2 separate regions of the Zea mays genome follow, and region 1 is linked to region 2. Evidence: chromatin contacts called from public Hi-C data. All regions are on one chromosome and are shown on one strand. Each heading gives the region's core, a stretch centred on a gene start, on an enhancer-like site or on the middle of the called end of the contact. The rest is flanking DNA. Distances are from core to core; before and after follow the strand shown.

Region 1 (2,700 bases), core at 151-2,650, 180 kb after region 2:
TCCTCGACTTGACTGGATTGAGTTGAGGTATATAGTAAAACATGAAACCCTCTACCGCATACCCACAAGGTACTGCAAAAGTTCTGCAGTTACGGACCACTGGACATTTTGAAGTTAAGTGTGTTTTGACATCACAAACTTCACAAAACAACTCAATATTGCGGTCACTCAACTGGTGTCCTTTGGTTTTACACCTGAAACAAAACAAAACGAAACTTTTTCTTTTGCCACAGGTGTTACAGAAGACCCCACCTTGTCATCCACATGAGTCGGCTTATAGAGTTCTTTGATTGTATCAAGCCTTGAACTGCGCTGAGGCCTATGATCCATCCAGCGCAGCATCCCACCTAGAATTGGACATGGACTGATTCTTCCCCACAGACTGCAGCAGCAGAGTGACAATCTGTTCCCAGGTATTGTCTGGGACATTCCTAGCAGCACCCCCGCCACCATTTGCCGCTGCAAAAGATTGGTGAAGCAAGTCAAGTCAGCTGCCTTTGAAACATCAGGTGCCACTGGAGGACTCACTGTTACCCCGTATCCGTAACGCTGACCTGCAGCCAGAGTGGAAGAAGCCCCTCCATGGCTCCATATGCGTACCTGCCCTGTTCGCCACCATCCATGTTCTAAAATGGCGTAGCACGACCACCGAAGAACCGCCCCCCTACAGAACTACCTCGCCCACCACGCCAAGCAGCTGGTCGTCCACGAACTCCTCCTCGACGGCCAGCTTACGGTCACCGCCTCCATAGCCGGGATGAAACACCGGCTGGTTTCCTCCCCTGCACCGGCCTCCGCGCCGCCATGCTGGTGATGACCCGAGGCATGACTGCGAGCGCCGTTAGACTGATGCTGGCCTCTTCCCCCTCCACGGCCGCCATGACCACCTCCCAGCGCCATAGTGTGCCTGCCTAGTCGCCGCGACGAAAGTGCTAGGCGACAAGCTTCTGAAAGTTGAATGAACTGCCCTCGCCACCGGTGATCTAGTACCCGTTCTGGTAAAAAGGAAAGCCAGCCCAGTCGTCGTGGACCCGCCCAATTAAGGCCACATCTCCCTGAATCCAGCGCTGCTGATGGCGTCCGAGAATCCCGGTGAAACGCCCTGTCACCAGGCTTTCCAAAAAAACACTTGATTTTGATATCTAATGCACATAGAAGATTGATGCACATATTAAATCATTACCATTTATTTTAGATTTAACGTCTCTAGTTGTTTGATATATTTTGCTAAGAACACCCTCCAACGTAGTGGTGTGTAGTTGTGAAATGTGTTATTTATAATTTGAATTATCAACTAAAACCGTTAGATTTAAAATGAATGGTGATGATTTAATATGTGCACTATGTGCCTTAGATATGTTCTCTTCGAATTAACAGCCAACGGATCCCCAGACCTAGGCAACGAACGCGTCTTCGTCAACCTGTGATCACGGCACTGTCCAGAGGAACAACGCAACTGCGCGCCTTTGATAGTGCATCTCCAACAGCGAACTTCGGCGAGCGGCGTGGCGACGGCAATTTTGCCCTGCCATGGCTTCACCTTGTTCCTGGAAGAAGAGAGCACAAGGCGGGAGGATGCAACCGTGTTCCCGACGTCGGCCCAGCCCAGGTCGCGACTTGCAAACCCCGACGGCTCCATCACCGGCAGGCAGGCAGACAGCAGCATGTCCTCCCATTGCGAATTTGCAGGAGCGGAGGCGCAACCTGGCTGCCTACCTCTAGCGCCGGACTCGAACCCAGTCCCATGGACAAAGATGACCGAGCCCCGACCTTTACCGGCGTTGAGCAAACACTGGTTGTAAATCCGTTCTGCTCAATCTGCCACCCAGCGATCCACCGGCGAGAGACTGGCCGAGATGGCCGCGCGCCTCCCGAGTCCCGTCCCGACGCCGAGATCCCCCCTCCGACGATAGAGAGAGAAAAGCTCTTACCTGCTGGTTGCCTTGACCACCCCTCCACGATCCTCAGCCACACACGCCTCTATCTCAGACTCTCTGGTAGTTTCCCTAGTACTAATCCCATATACTTTGACCGATCACAAGACCGAAACAAAAAAAAAAGAAATATTTATGACAGTTTCGATCGATCGTCTTAGGTAAGCAGATGGTCATACTTATCAATAATTGCTCTATCATAGAGCTGGGCAAGGCAATCATGCACACAACCAGGATCGATCCAGCCGTCCGCGGGTCCTGGTCAATGATTGCTTCTGCTGCATCGTCTGGAATAGCACAACAACAATAGTGACATGGATGGAGTATACTCGGTCTGGTAAAAAGATGTAATTCTAGATTCACAATTGAGTCCCCCTGAAGAATACAATTCTAGATGTATAGATAGATAGCCCTTATAAATATAGTGGTTTAGTGAATTCACTGACGCTCGTTCAATTCGTGCCCCAAACTCTCTGCTTGAACGCCAAATCTCGCAAAGGAGGACGCTGGATCTTGTAGGGGAGATCTTTGTGATTATGATGAAGATCTAGATGTATAGATAGCGTTGGCGTCGATCTGGGCAGCGCCAATCACTAGAGGTGTACCAGCTGGCGGTGCCCCTCTGCGGCGGCGCGGACGGTCCGCGGCTCTGGACCATACGGTCCGGGACCTAGGCACAGGAGCGACGTCTTCCCTGCGTCGCACGGGACGCGCACAGGGTCGAACGGTCCATAATGGCGCAAGGTCGTCTTCCTATTCCTCGCTG
Region 2 (2,700 bases), core at 70-2,569:
AAATCGTAGTCTAGAGGGATCAACAAGTCACCTGCAACACAGAGAGGGACTTCACCCCCCGAACAGTACAACGTCCACTGCCTTGCGAAGGAGGGCGAGGGCACAATGTTGAGGTCCTAAAGCCTCAAGATGTTTCGCGAGCTAGGGAGGTGTCTGTAGAAGACTATGACATGGACTAACATTTGAATTTGGGTCCTGATGTACTGTTAGAGATGGCTAGTGTTGCGGGTAAGGCCACTTCGTTTTGTTGGTTTTTTCATTTCTTACCTTTTTCACGTTTTTTGTTTTGACTTGCAAGTGTTAGCGCGAAGACCACTCCTTGGTGGTTGTAGACCGCACACTTAGGAAATGTCCAGCGGAGGAGCTGAGCATGTGGTTGCATTTTTGTGCCTCCATCATGTTTTGTCTTGCAAGTGTTAGCGTGAACACCGCTCCTTGGTGGTTGTGTACTACACACCCAGGAAATGCCTCATGGAGGGGCTGAGCATGTGGTCACATTTATGCGCCTCCACCGACCGCTGAAGTATACACCATCTATGACGATTTCTCCTAATTCCATAGTATGCATCTATGTTTTATCCCATCTAATGGCTAGTGCTGAGGGGATGAGATACTGAAGTTTTATAATGTTCTCCAAGATCTTTTATGTAACTTTTCCTTTTTATATTTAAAAATAAATGAAATTTCTATTTTATATCTCAACTTAAAAAATTACAATTATGGGTACTTGTCGCGTCAGTGGGGAGCAGTATAGACCTGTATTGTTTTGTTTTTTTATTGAGCAGTTCTTGTTGCACCTTACCCGAGCGCTAGGGCTCCTGTCGCTCAATGGCAGTGCGGCAGGGAGCTTGTCGCTCGGTGGGTGAGCGGCTGGGGACCTGCCGCTCTGTGGCTAAGTGTCAGGTCCCCGCTATATAATCATTTCTATCCCTCTAGAATCTCATTTGTGTCATTTTCAATACAGAGAAGAGTCCATGGAGGGGTAATGGAGCTCTGTCTGATTTTGTGTGTCTCGTGACTCGTTATGTTAAAATCTACCTATTCCTTTCAAGTCGGTTTATATTGTAATTCACATATATGTATATAAAATAATTGTTAATATTTATTTAGTTGCTTAGATTGTTTTACCTCATGCTGTAGGTATACATAAATGTATTTTTTTCGAAATCTGGATATACATTTGAAATTTCGATTATTTTTAAACATAAAAAGGAAAAGTTTTCATCTTCTTACCACGTTAGCTGAATTAGAGGCGTGAGGCGGCCCAGGGCAGACAGCAGCGCGCGCACATAAACGATGCCAGAAGAAAAGGAAGCTTATGTGGGTGGCAACGCAGGAGCTGGAAAAAAAACACCTCATCCACATGCAGAGCCGCAGGCCCTGCCCACCTCACAATGCCACCCCAGCCTGCTCCCAAATATCCATGATGTCCGGGAAACAAATCCTATCCCCGCCGCCTACGCCGGCCGTTCGCGCTCACCTACTCACCACATTCGTTCTCGCCGTGGACGCGCGCGTGAGGTGAGTGAGACCACCACGCCAGACAAGAATTAATGGCCCTGGAGACGTGCTTCAGAGCGTGGGCGCTGCACGCCGCCCCTGCTGGCAGCAAGGACAGGCTCCTCGTCTGCAGCAGCGGCGGTAACCTGGTGCTGCCGTCGAAGCGGGTCGCGGCCGCGCCGCTGTCCGTCGGCCGCGTCGCCACGCGCCGGGCGCGGCACGTCTGCCAGTCCAAGAACGCCGTGGACGAAGGTAATATTATATAGGAGTAAGTTTCGGTGCCTGCGAATATATATATAAATAAACTGACGATGAGCCTCGCCCGCGTCGCGTCGCTGGTGGCTCCGTGGGCAGTGCTGGTGGCGGACGAGAAGAACTGGGACGGGATGGTGATGGCGTGCGAGACGCCGGTGCTGGTGGAGTTCTGGGCGCCGTGGTGCGGGCCGTGCCGGATGATCGCGCCGGTGATCGACGAGCTGGCCAAGGACTACGCCGGCAAGATCATGTGCTGCAAGGTGAACACGGACGACAGCCCCAACGTGGCGTCCACCTACGGCATCCGCAGCATCCCCACCGTGCTCATCTTCAAGGGCGGCGAGAAGAAGGAGAGCGTCATCGGCGCCGTCCCCAAGTCCACGCTCACCACCCTCATCGACAAGTACATCGGTAGTAGCTCATGAGCGCGCGAGAGAGGCAGCCCATGTCTCGTGATGTGCCCCCGAGCTGCATCTGCATGCATGGGATACTGGGATCGATGATACATGTGCCCAGCTCGCGCATAAACACCATGTATCTCTAGCCTTGCCCTTGCATATATATGGATGGATATATGATATGACGATGATGCGTAATGCGTTCATTCGGTTCAGGCAGCCAGCCCTCTGCTACTGCTCCGTCATAGCCTTGCCCTTGCATCACATGGACCTGCCTGGGCAGCATCAACGGCGTAGTGTGCTGTGGCAACGCCGGCGTAGTCTGCTAGTGTTGAAACAACATTCATTCTTGTGATCATTTTATCGAGCAGCTAGAGCACACGTGAGCCATGGCGAGCAGCATCTACGGCGTGATCTGCAGTGGCAATGCCACATCCTGCGCTCGCCGTGCCGAGGTTGCGCCCCGACGGACAGTGCTCCACGCCATTGTCCAGATCGAGACCGGCGATGGAGTGTCCGCTTCGACTGGTTGTCGTCGGCGTCATGG

Evidence for each region. Hi-C and Micro-C count contacts between places; a contact is called where the count stands out from the background.
Region 1: a contact with region 2 is called in a Hi-C map of ear, with 4 times the contacts expected there. The contact joins the enhancer-like site here to the promoter of LOC103640889 in region 2. A contact is called at or near these places in 3 of 25 Hi-C or Micro-C datasets (ear, leaf and tassel).

Annotation. Positions count from the first base shown.
Region 1 is chr10:15,998,366-16,001,065 of Zm-B73-REFERENCE-NAM-5.0, reverse strand. No RefSeq gene overlaps it. Among protein-coding and RNA genes, the nearest start is that of LOC111590292, 44 kb to the right of the region's middle. Within about 2 kb of position 1,400, at least 15 of the 20 cell types and tissues checked have an H3K27ac peak or open chromatin away from gene starts, as enhancers often do. A contact at or near this core is called in ear and leaf, where this site is marked.
Region 2 is chr10:16,173,683-16,176,382 of Zm-B73-REFERENCE-NAM-5.0, reverse strand. It overlaps LOC103640889 (thioredoxin M-type, chloroplastic-like), which reads left to right and starts at 1,319. Exons shown (of 2, transcript XM_008664343.3): 1 at 1,319-1,752; 2 at 1,855-2,362. The coding sequence starts at 1,554. The coding sequence ends at 2,180.